2 separate regions of the Mus musculus genome follow, and region 2 is linked to region 1. Evidence: chromatin contacts called from public HiChIP or PLAC-seq data. All regions are on one chromosome and are shown on one strand. The core of a region is the stretch at or near the end of the contact, and the rest is flanking DNA. Distances in the headings are between cores, read along the strand shown.

Region 1 (6,782 bases), core at 1,771-4,270:
CTCCTCGTTGTGACCATAGCTGTGGGCATCCCTTGGCATTTCGCAGTTTTCTTTATTGCGGCTCATGTTTCCAGCCTCTGCCTCCATCTTTACGTGGCCTTTGCCTTTGGTTCAAATCTTCCTCCGCCATCCCCATATAGAGATGCTTGTTCCACAGACTTAGATTATATTTGAACAATCCAGGATGACATCGCCTCAAAATCGTTAATTACATCTGCAATGATGTTTTGTCCAAGTTAAGTTCCATTGAAGGTCTTAGCTGCTCATACCTTTCAGGAAGACATTGTTCCAACCACTGTCAATGGCTAAGGTGACAATGAGGTACATATGAAGTATAGTCTTCTTAAAATGTAGTGAGCAGGAACAAGAGAAGAGAGGCAGAACAGCAAGGGGCATATCAGGACATTAGATAATGGCCTGTGTCATCAGTTCCCACTAGACAATGCACTAACAGTAGGGATGTTACCTCTGGTACCCTGAAAGGGAGACATTGTTTTATAAAATAATGCTTGTTCTCTTAGTTAGAGACAGAGTCTCTCTCTCTCTCTCTCTCTCTCTCTCTCTCTCTCTCTCTCTCTCCCTCTCTCTTCCCCCCCCTTTGAGAAATATATAATTTTCTTTTAGTTTAGTATTAAAATATGAAGTCATTTTCTAGTCAAACATTTATTTTAATTAATTAATTAATTAATTTTTCTCATATATTATATCCCAACTATAGTTTCTCCTCCCAGTCCTTTCTCCCCACTTCCCCTTTCCCCCAAATTCACCCCTCCTCTGTTTCCCATAAGAAAAGAGCAGACCTCCCAGGGATATCAACCAAGCACAGCATAGCAAGTTACAACAAGGCTAGGTACACACCCTTGTATCAAAGCTAGATGAGGCAACCCAGCCAGAGGAAAAGTGTCTCAAAAAAGCAGGCAAAAGAGTCAAAGATAACCACCGTGCCCACTGTTAGGAATCCCACAAGAAGACCAAGCTACACAACCATAACATACATGCAGAGGACCTAGGTTAGTTAGACCCATGTAGGCTCCAGTATTGTCAGGTCAGTCTCTGTGAGGCCCTATGAGACCAGGTTAGTTGGTTCTATGGATTTTCTTTTAGTATCCTTGACCCCAGTAGCTCTTACAATCCTTCCTCTCCCTCTTCCACAGGACTCCCCCACCTCTATCTGTTTGGCTGTGGATCCTTACATCTGCTCCCATCAGTCGCTGAACAAAGCCTCTCTGGTGATGATTATGCTAGGCTCCGGTCTAGAAGTATAGCAGAATATGTATAGCCCCAGCTGGCCTGGAACTCACAGTGTAACACAGTCTGGCTTTCAACTCATAATCCTCCTTAGCTTCCTGAGCACCGGGATTACAGATCTGAGCAGTCAGCCTGGATGATAAAAGATACACACACACACACACACACACACACACACACACACACACCATACCACACATACTACACAAACACACACACCACATACAACAGACACACACCACACACAGACCAAGCACAGGTATGCAGACTACGTAGATAGATATAGCATCTTTTTGTGATATTATGTTTTCATGCAATAGAGGGGTGATTAGGGAGAGAAAACAGTAAGTCTCTCTTAAGGAACAATAATAAAAAAGGTTAAGGAACCATGAATTAGCCCAGCCCACCACAACAGCAAGAACCATGTCTAGTCAGCAGAGGGTAGACAAAGCGCTCAGCAAGTGCTGATTCAGTAATGAAGTAAATGGGTGAAATTTCAAGTAGACAGACTGGGCCCTGTGCCAAATGAGCACCTGGCTAGCCCACAAAGTAGTGAGCAGCCCATCTTCAAGCATTCAGGCAAAAGCAACAAGGAGAAGTTTCACCAGAAGTGTGTCAGGACTTGTGCAGAAATATTTGTTCCATTCTATCAATACATGGCATACAAATGTCACTACACCATGAACACTCTTGTACATTGGTCTAGCTGCTCTGGTTTTTTTAGACAAAGCAATGCAATCGTTTGTAGGTCTAAGTGTCTCTCAATGATCACGTGTGAACCACAGCCATCACTCGAGAATTTCTACTACCAAGCCTTGGAAATATCTCAGTCAGTAAAGTGCTTGTCAGAACAGCTCCCTTGTTTAACAAACGAATGAATGAGTGGATGAACGAATACAGACTTATGGCACATGCTTACAATCCCAGTGCTAGGTAGCCAGAAATAGCTGGAGCCCCAAAGCTCCATGGTTGGCCAGCCTTTAGTCAGCAAGTTCTAAGCCAAGTGGGAGACCTTACCTAAAAGGGGTAGTGGGGGCAGCACCTAAGAACAATACCTGAGGTTGGCCTCTGGCCTCCACATGCATGTGTATGTTCACACGCGCATACATACATACACACACACACACACACACACACGAGAGAGAGAGAGAGAGAGAGAGAGAGAGAGAGAGAGAGAGAGAGTGAGAGAGAGAGAGAGAAAGAGAGATTTCTATCAAGAAGCCACTGTTCCTGTCAGCCCATCTTCCAGCTGGGGACTGTCAAGTCATGCATAGCATCTGTTTTGTTTGTTGTTTGTTTTTGTTTGTTTTTGATCTCTTAGTTCTACTCTCTTATTTCAAAAGAGGTCAATAGTATTAAAAATCAAATAAATTTTCAAAGACTGTGAGTCTTAGGTAAGTCATACTTTACTTTCAGTCTGTCATGAACAATATTTCTAGTGTGGTCCAGTTACAAAGCTTGATGGGGTTTAATAGCATTAGAGATCAATGGTCCCATTGGAAAAACAAATTAAGCATGCAAAACAGGGGCAAAAATTAAGCCTTGTGTTTACATAGGAGATAGTTTAACCTTCTCCTCAATTACATAAAATTTGGGTAAAATGGCAAGATAATTGATGAAAGAGCCTATAAATCTGAGCCACTAAAAGCAGCTGGTGTTCCATCAACAGTGTGGGATGCCAAGGAAACCTTCAAAACAGGAAATATCAGACCCAAGCAAGAGGCTGGCTGTGATAAGTGTGCTTTTGCATTTAACACAATGATTTACAGATGTCCTCAGAAACCCATGGCAAAGCAGGGAATCGTGGGCTACACTCACTCTAAGTGGCCCTAACTCCACAGGTAGGATAGGGAGGTCCCATGGCATTGCTCAGCTGCTGTCAAGTCAGAGGAAGTGACAGGAAATGTGTTTCATGGTAGTGTGTCCTGAAGACGCAACAGCTCTGCAAAGCCACCATTTATAGAGCTCCATTCACACAGAATAAGTTTAATTTGAATAGAGCCACATGGGAAGCACCAGCCAACAAACTGTGAGCCCTACTTGTGAAGGAACAGGGAGAGCATTGATGCCTTGCTCTCCTGATAACACCAATTAGTACCAAGGGTAGAAATGGCCACATTATGGCGTGGAGGGAGAGTAAAGTTCTAACTCTGGCAAAGAGGCTACTTTCATGGGTAAGACTATATATGAAACATCTTACTCTAGGAAGCCTTTTTAAGGGGGGGGGGGAGGAAGGGAAGAAGGAGAGACTGATGGAGGGAGGGAAGGGGGAGAGAGAGAGTGAGGGGGGAGGGGAGTTAAACAAGAGGACACATTGGCAAGGACTCAAAATTGCTGCGGTTCCGATTTTTATGAATGTTTAACTTTGAATCTGGCTCTGTTTTCTCAGTGCAGGAGCCTTGGGCAGAGAGCCAGCCCCAGAGGAGCAGCCTTAATTCAAAGACTTTGCTCACCAGTGCCACTCCACACCAGCTGGAAGGCCAGTGTGAGGGTAAGCTCTGGAAACTTGTAGAAATACAATCACCAGCAGATCCCCTAGTGTGTGACCCAGCACCAGCATAATTATAACCTGACCTACACTGAGGAAAAGCCAACGATGCAAGGACAGGTGGCTTCAGCTAATAGACTTGAAAATTGTCACTGTTCTGTGAATTGAGAACGATCGATCCTTTTAGAGAGAAAGTGCCCAATACGTTGATTGGAATTAATCTATCAGAAGGCTTCTGGGATCACTGCTCTTCCCCTGGGTGGTTGTGGCAGAACCTTGCCCTTATGAATAAGATTTCAGGGGACCAATCACTGGGCGAGTAGTAGGTGGGACTTCCAGGTCAGAGAGAAGAAGAGGCAAGGCAGGAAAAAAAGGGTCTGCCCTTTTGGATGGGGAGGACGATGGAGTCAAGATGTAGGTAGCAAGGATACGCCCCTCGCCTACCCCCGCCCCCATTCTGGTGGCAGATCTGTTGGGATCCACTACCAGAGGATTTAACTTAGAACGGCTTACTGTTAGGATGCCAGTTGCTGCACCCAGTGATTGTGTTGCCTTTTGATGCTAAACTAAGATTGTGTGCTGTTTTCCTACACAAGAGACTCACCTGGGTTCCAGAGAAGAAGTACAGTGGCAGGGCACCCCAACCAGCCAGGGGAATTTAGAAGAGTGGGGCTGGCATTGTAACAACCTGCCATGGGAACTTATTGAGCTGGGAGGAAAGATTTCAGAGCTTCACGTCAGAGAGATGAGAACAAGGCCCGCTGGTGTCTTCACCAGGATAACGTGGACTGCTTATTTTTATGTTTCCTGCTACACGTGACTGTCACAGTTGGGTCACTAAGGAGCTTGTGAATTTTTAATGCCTACGGCCCTTCCTAAACAAACTCCTGAAGCAGGGTGCATTCTGGACAATCCCCTAAAATGCTTAATTCTGATAATATTTGAGAACAGCTATCCCAAAGCAAAGTGCCTCCTGACATTATGAGGTTGCCAGTGGACTCCGTCTCAGCTTGGAAGGAGCTGTGTCAGTAGTAAGTACTCAACAATTATTACTTTGTTATTGCTGATTAGAAAAAGTCCTCAAAAGGTGTTTGACAGTCAAGGGATCCTAATGGAGAAAAAGGAAAAACAGATGCAAACTTGACCACACCTTAAAAATACAGTGTTTATTCGTGTCATTTTGGAAGCTATTTTCTTGCAAAGGATATCTGAAATTCCTTGAGAGTGAAGTCTGCCCCTTACTAAAATTGACAAATGAAATGTAATCAGACCCCTTTTGTGTTTGGGGATGCCTTGATGGCTCTGTGGCTCTCAGATCTTTCCTGTGGTCAACCACAAGCAGGATGTACCATGAAAAAAATTTATCAGTTGGATTTTACTAAAAAGAAAGTCTAAGGCAAGAGAACCTTTAGACTGAGGCATAGTAGTTATGGAAGGCAACCAGCCATTTATTTGTCTTGCTCCCTTATATTCCTTGTGGCTCGATGGATGTAGCAGGTAGCTGATTGGATTTTAGGAAATCCCGAAAGCAAATAGGGGACAGGCCCACATGTATGAAGGGTACCACAGTTATTTAAACAGTATGCCTCCAAACAGAAATACTTATTTTGATATTTTGATCTCTTAACTAATAAGTTTGATGGATTATGAGCACTGATGCTAAATTTAATACCGGGCCTAAACAAAACCAGACTTTCTCTTTAAAGGGAAATGCAATACAAACCCATTTATGTCCAAATTGGTTCTCAAAGAACCCTCTTATCTGCCCCAAGTAAGACAAACAATTTTCATATCTCTGCTTGTGTTTTCTCTCTCAGGGGTAGGTGTAAAACTACTTCACTGAGATTTTGAGAACCCCTGTGTACAGATGTTAAAAGTTGGACGAATATCTGCTCCAAGCCTGTTCAGCAGGATGTGTGGCCGCAGTAAATAGACAAAGGAAGGAAGGAAGGAAAATCTCGAAGGGGAACTGATTGCAAGGACAACAGAAATGTCAGCTAGTGGGAGAGGTGGGAAGGGTGGAGACAAACAAGATGCCAGTAATAGATGACATCTCAACACAGGCCACAGTGATGCTCGAGTTACACTCTAGCAAACGTTTAATCTGAGTAATCATGTGTTACCAAATACCTACTGTGTACAGACAACACCATTGCCTACGGTAAACACTGGATCTATACAGTTCAGGGCCCTCCCCTTCAAAGCAAGCCGTTGTGTTTTAATGCAGTTTATAAATCAGGTCATCAAGTTGTTCTGAGCTCCGTGACAAAATGCAGATTCTCGGGTTTGAAATATTTCTTGGAGCCAAAATTTATAACTTTTGAGAAAGACTAATGCATAGCATACTTGAAAGAAATGAACATGGCTTGCTTGGTTATGTCCACGCTGCTTTTCAGAATCAAAGCCAGATAAAACCAGCTGAATACGATGCCTGTGTATTTATCTGCTGATTCTATTTACCTGGGGCTTTCTTTCATTGAGTGGAGAAATAAAGGGGGCTAAAGTGGCATTGGCAGGGTAAGGAATAAAGAGAAGTCAGTTGTGGCTAAAAACCATGCTTATAGTGCACTCGGGACAAAGCATGTTATGATGGAGGTGGTTAGAGGAGTTTACAGTCTATACCAAGGAGATTTTTATGACCTGAGGAAAAATGGCTTTGATAACTCCTATCATCAGAAGCCTTGCTAATGGTTTGACTACAATTTTTAATAGCTTTCTGGCTACTGTGTAGGGAAAGGCTCATAAGGGAACAACAGAAGCAAATATGTTACTCAGGAAGGTTACTGTAGCTAAGACTAGAGAAAATGATGATGTGTGTGGAAGAGGGGGTTAGAGGTGGGAGATGTGGGCATGGTAGGGGTGCTTTCAGATGGAAATGTTGACAAGTTTTAGTGATTCGTCATGAAAGAGTAAACAAAAGGGAAAGCTAACTAGTTCTAGCTAGTCTTCTACTCCAGGCATTGTTGAATGGCAGAGCCGATTACTGTGACAGAATGATTGTAAGGGGGAAAAAAAAAAGATGTAATGAATCATGGAGCAGTCTTTC
Region 2 (7,656 bases), core at 1,365-3,864, 430 kb before region 1:
GACCTCGGTGGTGCTGGAGGACCTGGCAGAGTGGTTATGGAAGATTTGGGTCCTGGATTAAAACTTAGAGGAAAGATTCCTGTGTCCGTGCCAAGGAACTGGGTCTGTATCTAATAGACATCCAGGAGCCATTCCATCCAGCTTGCTTTTACCGAGTGCTATGGTTTGAATAGAAAATGCCTCCAAAGGCTTGTTCCTCAGCTGATGGCACTATTGAGGGGAGACCACATTAGGAGAGAGTTAACTTCATTGATGAAGTAAATGATAACTTCATCGATATGGGTTATTAGGAGGTGAGGTCTAGTTGGAGGAAGTGGGTTGCTTAGGGTTTGTTTTTGAACGGTGTATCTTGTCCCCAGGTCTGTCTGTCTGTCTGTCTGTCTGTCTGTCTCTCTCTCTGTCTCTCTCTCTCTCTCTCCCTTTCTCTCCTCCCTCCCTCCATCCCTCCTTATTTTTCCCCTCTTTTCCTAGCTTCCTCGTTTTCTTCTCTCTTCTCCTCTCCCCTTCTTTTGTCCCACAAATTGAGCACATGATACATTTCCAACCATGATGTTTGGGCACTGTGGCCAGAAACCTATAAAATCATCTGCCAAGTCACATGTTTTCTTTAAGTTGCACTTATCAATTGTTTTGGTCACTGCAATGAAGCTGAGGAACCACTGGATGACAAAGGCTGATGGCAGGTCCTTCCTCTGGCCTGGCTTGCTCCTTACACAGAGCTCATCTTACATGCAAAGCCACACAATCACAGACTACACCAAGACCAGGAAGGTTTGCATTCCTTAGAACTGTCTGTGCCCGCCATTCTGTGCTTCCGCACATCCCCAGGTTCCAATCTACAGCAATTACAGATGCATTCCTGTACAGCAGAGTTTATTTCATTTTTCTATTTCTCCTTACACTTAGGGTCTATCATGATGCCTGATGCACAGTAGAGCCATACAAATGTCTAATAAAAGGATTAATAACAATAAACAGCAGAAGTACACTCTAGTGTCCAGGTCATGTGTTTTAGGGGCCATCTGAGTCATGGTTAGGCCTTTGGCTGACAGCGTTCACTCTGTTCATAGTGGGAAACCATCAGAGTGTGTGCTCAGCAGAAACGCACAGGGGTCATAATTTAGTTCATGTCCCCAAAGCACAGATTGTGGTATTTCCAGCTTAGTGAAGCTTTTTCTTCATTACTATGAGCTGACGTGTGCTCCTACACAACACTTCCAGATTCACAGTCCAGAAAAACTAATGTCATCTTGTCTCTTCCTGCTCCAAATCCTCCAGTTATTCCTACTGCCCCAAAAAATAGTGATCATTTCCCGTGTGGCGTTCCAGAGACCCCTGGATGTTAGAACCGAATGTGTCTCTCTACCAAGGCCTCCGGTCTCTCTCATACCAATCCACACTCCAGAGTAGCAAGTCTGCTGCTGGTGGGGTCTTGAGGAGCTGCTTGTGTGACGCCCGCCAGTCAACCCTCCTCCACAGCCTGTCAAGGGAAACTGAGACAAGGGCCCATCACACTTCCGATTATCTGCTCAGTTTCCGCCGCTCTCCTAAGACTTCTGTCCAAGTGCAGAGGACGTTTTCCGACAGGAGCGTCTAGTGCACCTTCTCTCCATGCCTGTGGCACACGGATCGTAAACCAGTCAGTGCTAATATCCCGACTCCCCAGTCTGCCGAGGCATATGTTTGTCATATAAGATCATATAAGCCACATGTTACTGCCTAACCGAGCCAGCCTCAATGTTTTGTTTATCCCCACTTGGAATGGTCAAAGTGTAACCAACAGAGTGCACTCTAAGACATCTACCTCCCCATCCTTACAGGTAAGGTGGGGAGAAGGCACAGTTCTGGGATGCTGGGTCCATGAGGAAGAGAGTGTTCTAGGAGATTATTAAAAAGTAGATGTCCCAGTTGCTGTGGCACCTGCAGGGGCAGACACAAGAAAAGGCTGGGCATGGTGTCTCAACACTGTCTAAGTCGGATGTCATTTGATATTGAGTGGAGATCGAAGCATCCCACAGCTCTGTAAAGTAGGGGGTCCAATCTTAGAGATCTTGTTGAAGGGGAAAGGAGAGTAAACTTTTTTTCATGTTCTTGCAGCGCTAACACTGTTAGCCAGGGGCTGCTTGCCAACAGGCTCTTGGCAACTGACTCATTCCTCTGTCTGGTTAGTAGGAAGTGTAGGTAAAATATGATCCATCATTCATCCTTAATGAATCTGCGGGTGACAGCCTGTCACTGCATGGGAGGCAAGAGCATCAAGGTACAGTCCCACAACTACGGCTGCCATCCCTCACGGATCCTGTCACAGAGCTAGAGGAAGTGAAGGACGCAGTTTTTCATCACAGAGCAGGTGGCCACCAGGGGTGTTTAAAGGAGCAGAAACCATAGAATACTGCAGTCCCAGCCAACCACATGCTCTTTCTTGCCATTCCGGCCCTCACGCAACACTTGAATTATTCACGGCACATGGTGCCATCCCTGTTCACAGGCAAGAGGGGCCACAGCCCGGCACAAACAAACTGAGGGCCTTTGGTGGAGAACGAACGGCAGCTCTCTGGCTTCGAGAAAGCTGGTGCAGGGTGCAGCAGAGGGGCCTGTGGTCTCAGCTGTGATCTTACCTCACTGTCCCCTGCAGTGACCTCACCCAGCCACAAAGCCACTATTCATGGAGAGGGGCTGGAGCATGGCATACAAAAGCTTCATTTAGCCACAAAAACATGAATATTTAGCCTGTTTGATTAAAAATGAAACCTAGATATTTGGCTTTTGTGATTTGATGAGCTTGAAGGGGTTTTTGTTGCTGTTGTTAATTTCCAAGACTAACCTTGAAAAAAATAACAAAAAATGTATCTTCTAACTTGTATTTAAATGAGATTTCATATTTCCTGAAAGGCTAGCCTTCTCTTCTCTTTCACCAAATCCTTAGCTCCCACAGATGCTCTTACTTTTAAAGTCAACCATAGACAATTTAGCTGTCAATTTTTCTTCAAATACAGATAAATATTTTTTTAAAGAAAATGTATGGAAGCCTTTTATTTCGGTGGAGATGGGACACTAAGGTAGCATACTTTGTTGAGCTAAAATGTATTTTTAATAATTTTGAAGTTTAGAAGGATGATCCCACACAGATGGAAACATGCCATGGGAGTTTTTTATACAAAGAAAAGAGGGAGATTTCACTTACAAATCTCTGTCCATAAAAATGTCCCTGGGATAAGTATCATAGCCACTAAATTGCCTGACGTATTTAACTATGCAGTTCATCGCAGGGTGAAACTGGATGCCCACACGTGTCCAGAAGCACTCAAAATCAAATTTTAAATGCCATTTGGTTATTTTTAAAGTTTCAATGGCTGCTATTGGAAGAGGAATTGGACAGAGGGTTCCACAAGCTTCCTAAAGGGCACCTGCGGGGTGGCTGGAAGTTTCAGTCTCTATAATACCTGTGCCTTGTTCCCAAAAAGAGCCAGGCAAACAACACAGGGAAGAAAATAACCACCAGGCCGAATTCTCACTGTTACTGATGCTTGCTCATGGTTGGTGTTCCTACCAGTGGAGTGTGTGTGTGTGTGTGTGTGTGTGTGTGTGTGTGTGTGTAAAAGAATACTTTCAAACAGTATAGACAATATTTTTATTTTTCCACATAATAAATTACTGTGCTGTGATCATTTATTGGTTTAGGAAGCATGACTTTTAGCTGCCGCATCACATTCCACTCTTCCCTTACTAACAGGTACTTAATGATTTCCACAGTGCTCAACGGCAGGGCTGAAGTGGATGACCGGATTGTAACCTCCTGCCTGCACCTGGGACTATCATTTTCTGGGCAGATTCTTTGGAGCAGAACTGGAGGTTCTTCTCCAAGGTTTATGCCCTCAAAGTACCTGGCACCTGTTCCCAAACTGTCTCCCAGGAACTAGGACCAGGTGTATAAGGTTTGAATGACATCCACTCTGTCTATACTGACTCTCAGTATGGTATGGCTCAGTACCTCTTAGGCTAGCTCTTCCCCAAAGACATGTTTAATTTTCCAAGCTATTGACTCTAGTAGTAAAAAGATTTCATTAAAAAAAAAAAAAGGCCAATGAGCAGAGACAAGATCAGTTCTTTCTTCCATCAGCATCCTGCCAGGTATGAGAATCCCACTTCGTCTTCTAATCACATCAGAGGTTACCCAATACTGTTTGAGAAGGTAGACAGTTTATCTTGGAAGACGACATTGTTAGAGATCCTGTCTCAAAAAGCTATATAGATGACAACATTTGTTAAAGGAGCCACACTTAAAATGTACAGCAATTAAGGTTGTTATTTAATTGAAATCTAAATTAAATCCCATTGGAAAGTAATAATTTTGTTAATGCAGATGAGATCAATGCTCACCTCACAGTTCAGATTTGTATGTGGCTATTTTCCTTAAAACTGAGTATTCTTTTATCACAAAGCCATAGCTGATGAGATGGCTCGGTAGCTAACACTGAGACCTGAGACTAAACGCCTAGGCTGTAGAGTGGGGCATAGCATTTGTAACCCCAATGTTCCTGTGTTAAAGAAGGTGGAGCCAGGAGACTCCCCAGGAGTTCAAGGACCAGCTGGCGCAGTGCGTGCTACAGGAAACAGCAGCCTCACCATCAGAGGCTGTCTTCTGACTTTCTACAGATACTCTACGGCACACACATGCGTGCACTCACACACATGAACCCATCTCCCTCCTCCCCCCCACACACACACAAATTACTGTCACGTATCTTTTGACACCACATGACAAAGAAGTGCGATGTCACTTCTGGATGGTCATTCTTTCTGCAAATGTCTAACATTTGCATACACTTTCATAACCTTAATCTAACCACAAGGAAACACAGACTTAAGAACACTCGACCAGAGAACTGACCAATGTGATTTCAAAGGTCAAGATCATAAAGGAAAGACTGAAACTTAGTCATGGGTTGAGTAAGGTCAAGGAAGACACCTGACAACTAAATGTAGTGTGGCCTTGGATGCTGGAGCAGGACAGAGTGGCGTGAAGGCACAGCGAGCAAACAGAGGTGATCTGCGGTCCAACTGAAAGCAGAGTCAATGTGCTTTCCCGGCTTTCAAAATTATATTAAGTTTATAAAAGATGTTACTATTATAGAAAGAAGCTTTGGTGAATTTGTGAGTTTGCTGTGCTACTCCGACAACATTTCCATAAGCCTAAATTATTTCAAAATGGAAGTTAAAAAAGAATTGCAACATTCATAATAAAAGCTGGAGGTGTACCTATAACACAAAACTTTTTATACAACTGAGTAACTTAGTCTTACTAGGAGGTGGAAAGCACACCTCCTAGATTTTTGTGAACCACATAAGTTGCCCACACAAATAAATAATAGAGCAGAAATAATAGAGTAATTCTGAAATGGCTACTGCTAAAATCTAAGAGCACTCTATAGCCAAAGTCCTAAGGGTCTCCATGGTCTGGGCATGCAAACCCCAGATCTGTTAGTTTTCTTCTTGAATGAAATGACCGCAGTGGCCACCCTTCCAAGCAAAGCCAGGATTGTGTTTAAAGCAGGGAGTGAAGGGCAGCCCAGATAGGAGCTAGACACGCCTCTGTGTCACCCTGTCCACAGGGCCACACTCAGGTGGCTGCTCTACCTCTTCTTCCCAGCCCATGGCCCAAGGGATGCTTTCTTTTCATGGGCAGAAAGGGAAAGGGCTTTCTTCTGTGTTTAGAAGGAGCCTAGGAACCCTCACAGACTCTCTACACCCTGCACGTGTCATTTAATTTTGACGAGGTGGTCAAACATATCCTTCTCAGCCCTAAACATTTTTTTTTAAATCTGTATCCAGCCAGTTGAAAATTGAAGCCTCCTTGGGACTAAGAAAGCCTGTGTATAATATGAAGCTGATGGAAACCTGAAATTTCATTGCCTGATACATTCACCCCATTAAAGTTAGATTTCGAATCTCACCTCATGACACGCAATTACACACTTAAATGGGAACATTTAAAGTATATTTAATTTGATAATTTTCACGTGATAATTAGTTTTAAAATGTATCATATAAACTATACTCACTTTGGATTTGGTTACTGCACTGTAAAAACATAAAAAAAAAGACATGATGAATATGTTATTATCTTTTACCAATTAAAATGGATCTAGAAACTACAAAGATTTTTAACTTGAAGAAGGGTCATATATTTTGCATTGATCCACAAGCTCTGTTTCTTGCATATTAAGTATCTATGATAAAGATTAGACATGATTAATGCATCACGAAGATTTGATTAAAAAAAAAAAACAACAACAGCATAGCCTCATGTGTCTGACTCTTGTTCCCCAGCTGGTGACCTTTGGGGAGCTTTTGGGAGGTTGTGGTAGGTCTTAGAAAGTTAAAAACTAAAACTTTCGCAATATGTCATTAAAATATGCATAGTGCAGCTCTGGGCCTCGTGCTTCACTATAGCAACATACATTGTGATAAACACATGTTTTACAACATGGACTGTACAGACTTCAGGACGTGGGTAATCTTGATTTAGGAGAACAATGTAGAAGCATAGCCCTGGTTGGCAATGACTGCTGACAGTCTTGTTCTAAGAATGGGGTTATTGGATATATAGCATGTATACTTGCATATCAAAAATGTTAAAGACAGCTGGGCAGTGATAGTGCATGCCTTTAATCCCAGCACTTGGGAGGCAGAGGCAGGCGGATTTCTGAGTTAGAGGCCAGCCTGGTCTACAGAGTGAGTGCCAGGGCAACTAGGGCTATACAGAGAAACCCTGTCTTGAAACAACAACAACAACAAAAATGCTAAAGACAAGAAGAAAATATGTTTAACTGTTACTATGACTAACGGTTTTTGGAGATGCAGTATTCCTCTGATTATTTAGAGCTTTCCACTGTCAAGTGATGTTCTGTTACACCTGGTCAATCGTGACATTAAAATATTAAATTGGAAAGTCAAGACATATGTAACTCTCAATCCCCTGATTGTTCTTCTGAGTGGCATGATGGATTTGTACACAATCTTCCCTGGATGCAAATCACTCCTTTATTAGTATCTGCTTTCTGTATGCTACTCACATGTTAGTCATCCTTTAACATCTTGGTCATAAGAGCAATTATACCTGGGCATACCTTTTGTTCAGGTAACCTTTATTTTACTCACTAGTGCTCCCAAAGTGCATGAGGACTGATGCTAATGATTCAAATATGTCTAAGAAAATCTATGAAGTCCTTCATTTAAATTTAAATGAAAAAAGCCAGGCATAGTGACACACGTTTTTAATCTTAGCACCCGGGAGGGAGAGGCAGGCAGATCTCTGAGTTCTGAGCCCAGCCTGGTCTATAGAGTAGTCTAGGACAGCCAAGCCTGCAAAGAGAAATATTGTCTTGAAAAGAAAAACAAGCAAAAAGGAAAAATTAAATAAAGGATAAACTGAAAAATAAAGAAAAAAGTATGTTGATATTGTTATGATTCATAGTAAAAATGAACCTTTTGTCTTTGAAACCATGAAAAGGAAAAAAGAATCTGTAATATTATGGCCACAGGATGTGATAAATAGTTAATGTGAAAGATGCCTTAAGTTGTAGGTTCAATACCATCTGTGCTTAGACATCCACTGCAGGTCCTGAGCTGTAATTCTCCATGCATAAAGAATGA

The links. HiChIP or PLAC-seq counts read pairs in DNA pulled down with a chosen protein or histone mark.
Region 2: an H3K27ac HiChIP or PLAC-seq map of oligodendrocyte precursor cells shows a contact between it and region 1, with 4 times the contacts expected there. The contact joins two enhancer-like sites. A contact is called at or near these places in 1 of 15 datasets of contacts at CTCF or cohesin (pro-B cells), 6 of 484 Hi-C or Micro-C datasets (cerebellar granule neurons, embryonic cerebral cortex, embryonic fibroblasts and 2 more) and 2 of 115 datasets of contacts at active chromatin or transcription factors (oligodendrocyte precursor cells and pancreatic cancer cells).

The regions. Positions count from the first base shown.
Region 1 is chr6:53,208,534-53,215,315 of GRCm38.p6, reverse strand. No RefSeq gene overlaps it. Among named protein-coding and RNA genes, the nearest start is that of Gm4872, 9.9 kb to the left of the region's middle. Within about 2 kb of position 3,020, at least 18 of the 459 cell types and tissues checked have an H3K27ac peak or open chromatin away from gene starts, as enhancers often do. A contact at or near this core is called in oligodendrocyte precursor cells, where this site is marked.
Region 2 is chr6:53,632,774-53,640,429 of GRCm38.p6, reverse strand. All of the region lies in intron 7 of Creb5 (cAMP responsive element binding protein 5), which reads right to left. Among named protein-coding and RNA genes, the nearest start is that of Gm33392, 44 kb to the right of the region's middle. Within about 2 kb of position 2,614, at least 36 of the 459 cell types and tissues checked have an H3K27ac peak or open chromatin away from gene starts, as enhancers often do. A contact at or near this core is called in oligodendrocyte precursor cells, where this site is marked.